Regions from separate parts of the Ovis aries genome. Here region 1 is linked to region 2. Evidence: chromatin contacts called from public Hi-C data. All regions are on one chromosome and are shown on one strand. The core of a region is the stretch at or near the end of the contact, and the rest is flanking DNA. Distances in the headings are between cores, read along the strand shown. Region 1 holds the start of CCDC83 (coiled-coil domain containing 83). Region 2 holds the start of PICALM (phosphatidylinositol binding clathrin assembly protein).

Region 1 (3,461 bases), core at 218-2,717, 340 kb after region 2:
AAATTCAAATTCTCAGTTAGGCTAGGATACATTTTTAATACAATCTAAAATGTTGTAGAAATGCTCTCCAGCATATTAAAAAAAAAACCATGAATTCATTTAAAGGCTCTTAGTAGTGATAATATCACCTACATTTAGTCTCACAAAATTTCAGGCCCACCTCTTTTGTATAGATTATGTACATATAGCCCCAAACAACTTTAAAATGTAAGAGACAGCCAATTTGGAAAAGAAACATAACCGTGAAAAGAATATTGTGAGAATAATGGACATATATACATGCAGGACTTTCCACACTCTGATGGCAAAGGAGAATGAAAAGACCTCTCTCCTTCAACAGCGAATAAAGTGTACCAACTGGGGCTGGGTCTTGGGGGTGGTGGAAAGAAAACAATGAGCAATTATTACACATGTTGATAAATACCTAGTCTTCTTCTTTTCCTTCTCTGCCTTCACAGGAAGCTTTCTCTCTCTCTTTTTTTTCATCAGATGTGACCTGTTCTCTCACCTCCCAGCTGCTTTCTCAACTCTCCACCCAGTGAAGAATTACGGGGTAAGAAGGGGAATGAGGAGACAAACAAGCTGCTATACAAATCTAACAGATTAATGAAAGAAGCCAAGCGTCCTATTTAGAAGGATGCTGCCAGCAGCCAGGGCAAGAAGCAGAGGGTGAAGGGCCATCAGCGCCACACCGAGAGCTTACAAAGCTCCTGCAGCGGGAGGGCTCCATGCTGGTACTAAGGACGCAAGGATTTGGGGGGTCTGTCATCTAAAGCCTTTCACCAGACTGCGGATTCAGCGAGAAGAGCACTAAGGAGATTGGAGTCTAGACCTAGGTTCTCCATGAAGGAGTTTTATAACCTCGGACAGGTCGCTAGACCTCTCTGACCCTCGCTTTCTCTTCCATCTTTCCTACCTGTCAGGATTATTAATGAGGCTCAAATGCTTTGGGAAAACTGCCAAGCGATAAAGCCCCATACGAACAGAAGGCATGATTAGTCTACCGAGCACCCGCTGTGTGCTAGAGGCTGAGGGCATCACGAAGGTTACAAACCTGAGTGAAAGTCAGATCCTGCTCTCCGGAGGAAAGCTGAGATCTCAGAAAGGCAAATGAGCAACGTATCCAGGGGTTCTACTGAGAGGCGGAAAGACAGATGCGTTAGTATTCTGATCGGATCCAAAAAGTTCTTCCTCCCTCTGTGTCTCCTGGGTGAAAAGGTTAGGTTAGCGGCTCCTAACCGCCCAGCACTTCACCCAATGTTGGACCCCCAGAAAGTCAGAACCCCAGGCCCGTTTTGCGGCGGAGCCAGCCGCAGAGCCAATGGCCGGGCGGAGATGCTCATAAAAAGTCTTACGAGTCAGACTGGAAGGAGCCGGGGCCGCGCAAGGAGGCTAGGTAGTGTCCTGACCTCCCCTGGACGGCTTCCGGGTGTGGATACACAGCAGTGGACTCGAAGGCAGCGCGCACGGCGGGCGGGCGGACCCGGCCCCTTCACTCCAGGGCAGCCGCCGAGCCCTCCGTTTCCAAGGCGACCGGCGCGCGCGGGCCTCCCCCTTCCACCAACACCAGCCGCGAGCGGCGGGCCGGGCGCGCCCCCTGGTGGCCGCAGCGGGGAACAGTCAGGTCGAGAGTCCGCGCTCCCGCAGTCTGCCCATCCGGTTCCCACCGTCTCAACTCGCGCAGCTGCACCGAGACTCCCTCAGCTCAGTTCAGTTCAATTCAGTCGCTCACTTGTGTCCGACTCTTTGCAACCCCATGGGCTGCAGCACGCCAGGCTTCCCTGTCCATCACCAACTCCTGGAACTTACTCAAACCCATTCCATTGAGTCAGTGATGCCATCCAACAATCTCATCCTCTGTCGTCCCCTTCTCCTCCCGCCTTCAATCTTTCCCAGCATCAGAGTCTTTTCCAATGAGTCGACTCTTCGCATCAAGTGGCCAAAGTATTGGAGTTTCAGCTTCAACAACAGTCCTTCCAATGAACACCCAGGACTGATCTGCCCTTTAGGATGGACTGGTTGGATCTCCTTGCAGTTCAGGGGACTCTCCCCAGTCTTCTCCCAAGACCACAGTTCAAAAGCATCAATTCTTTGGCGCTCATCTTTCTTTATAGTCCAACTCTTATATCCATACATGACTACTGGAAACACCATAGCTTTGACTAGACAGACCTTTGTTGGCAAAGTAATGTCTCTGCTTTTGAATATGCTGTCTAGCATATTAGGTTGATCATAACGAACCTAGGTTGGTCATAACTTTGCTTCCAAGACTCACTCGCCCACTTTTAACTCCCTCTCGCAGCAAACCGGGAAGCCTCGAGTGGTGTAGAGGCTTGAGACCTAGGCTCTGTGTTGCGACTGTAAGCTACTCACTGTTTCTTCCATTGTAAAGTTAGACATCAGGAGTGGACAGTGGTTTTCCGACAGCTTGTAGGATGGGAAAGGGATGTGAGTTCTGCCCGCCTCTCCGCGCCCACCCCGCCCCTTCCGCCACTGAGGCCTCTCTCCTGCCTGCTTTCATCTTGTGTAAGCATTCTCCCGGGTTTAACTCCAAGGAGAACTGCAGACCCCTGGACTAAATGCTTTTAAGGTAACTTGCAGCTCTAAAAGCCCTTGATCCTGCTAATGTTCCTTCTCGTTTTACCTTTTTTTTTTTTTTCGCTCCAAAACCTCAAGAAACCCCGTATAGATTTCGTCTTTCCCTCTGTTTCCACTTTTGGCAGCTCTGGTTTTGGAGAAGACTCTTGAGAGTCCCTTGGACAGCAAGGAGAACCAACCAGTCCATCCTAAAGGAGATCAGTCCTGAATATTCACTGGAAGGACTATGCTGAAGCTGAAACTCCAATACTTTGGCCACCTGATGTGAAGAACTGACTCATTGGAAAAGAACCTGATGCTGATGACTGAGTGACTGAACTGAACTCCTAATTTCAAGGGGGAAAAATATACACCTACAACCTCTGAATTTCCCCCTTTTCTCACCTGGGTTCATTCCCATTTCCTGCCTCAAGACAATTTCTTATATTCTGAGAGCACTTAGTTACATTTGAGTCAATTAGCCATCCTTTTTATCTTATAAGTCTGCCATTTGGCATCCTTGAATTTGATTTTTTAAAAATACATTTTCATATATTTCATGATTAATGCTGTTACATGAATACATATTAAGAGCTTATGGATGAGAACTGCAGCAGTGAATAAAAATATTAATTACCTTTGGTTAAGGTAATTTTTCTAAGTAAAAAGTCACCTGAAACCTAGCTAGTTTGAAGTCATTTATGTCTTCTATCTTGTTCAAACTGCCCTTTATTCTATTAGTGTTTTATATTTGTTCAGTGTCAATTATTTGCTGTGTTCTACACATCTGATAAAGTGTTTTTAGTTCCTTGGTCTTCTCTAGAAGAGCAGCAACAGGTTGGGGAGTAAACTAATTGAATGGAGTACAGATGTAAGAGGAGAAA
Region 2 (3,401 bases), core at 168-2,667:
GACCAGCTATAAACTGGGGCTTCCCACTACTATCAAGCTCAATAATTTGCTAAAATGGCTCACAGAACTTGGGAAATCACTTTCCTTATGTTTGCTGATTTATCATAAAACGTAAAAATCAACAGCTTGATGAAAGAGTACATAGTGTGAGGTGCAAAAGTGTCCCCAGGGCAGGAGCTTCCGTCCCCATGGAACTGGAGTGGGCCACCGTCTCAGCACCCTGATGTGTTCACCAGCTTGGGAGATATCCACACTGCATTGTTTAGGAGTGTGTGTGTGTGTGTGTGTGTGTGTGTGTTCAGTCACTCAATCGTGTCCAGCTCTGTGACCCCATGGACTGTAGCTCACCAGGCTCCTCTGTCCATGGGATTCTCCAGGCAGGAAAATTAGAGTGTCCATTACCGTCTCCAGTGGATCTTCCTGACCCAGGGATCAAACTGGCATCTTCTGTGACTCCTGCATTGGCAGGCCAATTCTTTATCACTGAGCCACCTGGGAAGCACAGAAGTTTTTAGGAATGTTTCATTATGTAGGCGTGATTGATGAATCACTGGCCATTGGTGACTGAACTCAGTCTTAAGCCCTTCTCTCCTGCCTGGACGTTTGGGGTTTGGAGCTAAAAGCTCTAAGCGTCTAATCACGTCTTTTTCTTTCTGGCCACCCCTATCCTGAAGCTTTCTGCAGGCCCCTGGTCACCAGTCATTTCACTAGCATACAAAAGATACCCATCTCTCTAAGGAGCTTGTTCCAGGAACGGGGGACAAAGATCGAATACTTTTAAAAAAGAATTGTTGGGACTTTCCTGGTGGTCCAGTACTTGTAAATCTGCCTTGCTGTGCAGGGTACACGGGTTTGATCCATGATTGAGGAACAAAGATCCCACGTGCCCCGGACCAGCTAAGCCTGAGCACCATAATTACCAAGCCGGAGCATCCTGGAACCGGTATGCCACAACTAGAGAGTCCACAAGGAAAGATCTCACATGATGCGGCTAGGAGGCCTGATGCAGCAAATAAATACATTGTTAAACAAATAAGTAGAAGTATTTTTAAAACAATTGCTATCATTGTTATTATACCGCAAGGGAAACCACTGCAGAAAAAGAATACTGCTTCCTGTTCTCTGGTGATGTTAAATATGAGGGAATCATCCTGAAATCTGAGACAGAAAGTTTATGGAAATTACTGCAATCATAGTACAGGTTTAAATGCCTGAATTTATTAAATGTTGAAATAGTTTATGGTCAACATTACATCACATCACAAGATGCTTGTGCTGTGGAAAAAGGGTAATTTAGGAGGCTTTGCAACTTTCAGCAGTTTAGTCTTCACTTGAAGTTTGCACTTCCTTCCTTGCTTTTTATATTACGTGGACTTGTCTCATGATGGCACCATTGTGACATGTGTACAGGCTGGCCACACCCTGCTCAACCGTTATGTCGAAAGCCTTCTCTCCTGGTGGACTGGACTAAAGCTTATCTGATTGCCCCTGACTTCAGAATGGCAGGTGAGTAGTGAGGCTTCTCCCCCAGAGAATTCTAGCTTGTTATTGCCCCCATTAATTTGAGCCACCTATCTTCAGTGACAATTGGTAACTTACACAGGCATCCATACAGATTTGTGAGCAGCTCTGTATGATTCAAACTTACGTTTGACAATCACCCCAGCCACTGTTTCTGGATTACTATTGTTCGGGGTCATACCACCTCACTGCTAAACTACTTGTGTTGTTCTTTTGTTTTAGTCAGTTCTTCTTGGGGGGAGGGGGCTTCTTTTCTATTGTTTTATTTCTTAATGCATATGATGCGATTTGCCTAAGACAATTGAAAAAAAAGTTTAGTTTTATATCTGAATGGCTTGTAAATAACATGATTTTAGTTCACATTTATTAAATGAGTGAATTTATTAAAGAGAAGAGTGAGTTCTTATGAGTTTGTACGAAATCCATTTTCTTGTCCCTTACACTCAGGCAGACTTCCCTGGTGGCTCAGAGGTAAAGAATATGCTTGCCGAGGCAGGAGACTCAGGTTCCATCCCTGGTTTGAGAAGATCCCCTAGAGAAGGAATGGAAAGCCACTTAGTGACTAAACAGCAACAATAGACTCACATAACGTGTGAATATCTCAACAAAAGCATTTCTGTGCTCGGCAATTAGCAGCAAGTTCATACCCTTTGCTAAATTCTTATGGAGGACTTACTGTGGGTCAGATACCCTTGGGGACGTGTTTACAGGACAGGACAAGACGCTGTCTGCCTAGTTTGGAAGAGACCAAGAGCTGATCGCTTTTCTGTTTTGAATCCTTGAAAGGCTTCAGGTCTAAGGCTGAAGGAGCCCAGCAAGGGGAGAGGAGGCTTTAAGAAATCACACTGGGCTGTGTTCTGGTTCTCTATTTTGACCTGTTTGCTCTGCTTCATGTTCCATATTAACTACTTCTGGTTTTTTCTCTCGAATTTGAATTAATCTTGGATTTGCATCCCCCTCTCCAACCATCCCAGGTCCTGGGCCATCACTTTCAAATCCTCTTAGTTCTATTTCTTTTACATTATAAGGAAGTCTCACCCCACCCATAACCAGAACCAGCCTCTGGAACTGTAGTCCCAGAATGACATCCCTGATCCCACTTGCCTGGGAGAGTTCAGATATGCTCCAAAGCTTTGAAATTAAAATTCCTTAGGTTAGCACACAAGCCCATTTTAGAGCTGACACCTGCTCTTTGTCGCTTTGTCGCTGGCATTGCTTCAACTTGTATGTTACGTTTCAGCCGTATTGAATTTCTTGAGCAGTTTCTGGAGCAAGTGATTTACTTTCCCATCTCAGTGTTTGAATGTGGCTTGTTTCCTTCTCATAAGTAGCTCATGTCTCACCCCAGCTTCCTAACTATTTCTTTCTCTTAACCTCAAAGTTAGTTTCCAGGGTCCAATCTCCTAAGAAGTCCCTCTCTGATTTTAGGTATTTTTCCTCTGAGCCATAGCATTTATCAAATTGCTTTACTTACCTGTCTCCCGCTTGCTCCTAGATTTTGAAAGAGATTACTATGTCTTATTAGCTTGTTATAAGCACTCACAAAGTGACTATTGAATAAATCAATGAATGAATAAGTGAATAAATGGATTTACTAATACATCTATTTTTCAAACTCTTCTAGGAGGTAGATGTAACTATGAACTGTAAACAAACAATAATACTACACTTCAATACAGAAGGTGAGAAATTGAGACATCATCAATTAAAAAATCATGTCTATTCCTTTTTTCCTAGACATGAGCAAGTGTCTAATAAGTGTCCACTGCTGAATCAAGATATATCCAAATGTTACCAAAACCAATAGTTCAGTCAAATATAAGATTCACCAGTGAGTTAACAATTATTGAGTTTTCATTGCATGCGAATCACAGTTTCAT

What was found. A called contact is a pair of places that touch in the nucleus more often than the background predicts.
Region 1: a Hi-C map of tail adipose tissue shows a contact between it and region 2, with 6 times the contacts expected there. The contact joins the promoter of CCDC83 here to the promoter of PICALM in region 2. A contact is called at or near these places in 11 of 16 Hi-C or Micro-C datasets (blood, hypothalamus, liver and 5 more).

The regions. Positions count from the first base shown.
Region 1 is chr21:9,222,795-9,226,255 of ARS-UI_Ramb_v3.0, forward strand. CCDC83 (coiled-coil domain containing 83) reads right to left here and starts at 1,468. Exons shown (of 12, transcript XM_027959747.3): 1 at 1,356-1,468; 2 at 1,055-1,135. It overlaps LOC121817498 (a long non-coding RNA gene), which reads left to right. Exons shown (of 16, transcript XR_009597808.1): 12 at 490-553.
Region 2 is chr21:8,887,621-8,891,021 of ARS-UI_Ramb_v3.0, forward strand. It overlaps PICALM (phosphatidylinositol binding clathrin assembly protein), which reads left to right and starts at 1,418. Exons shown (of 22, transcript XM_060403879.1): 1 at 1,418-1,506. It overlaps LOC132658338 (a long non-coding RNA gene), which reads right to left and starts at 2,593. Exons shown (of 2, transcript XR_009597804.1): 1 at 2,198-2,593; 2 at 1,869-2,053.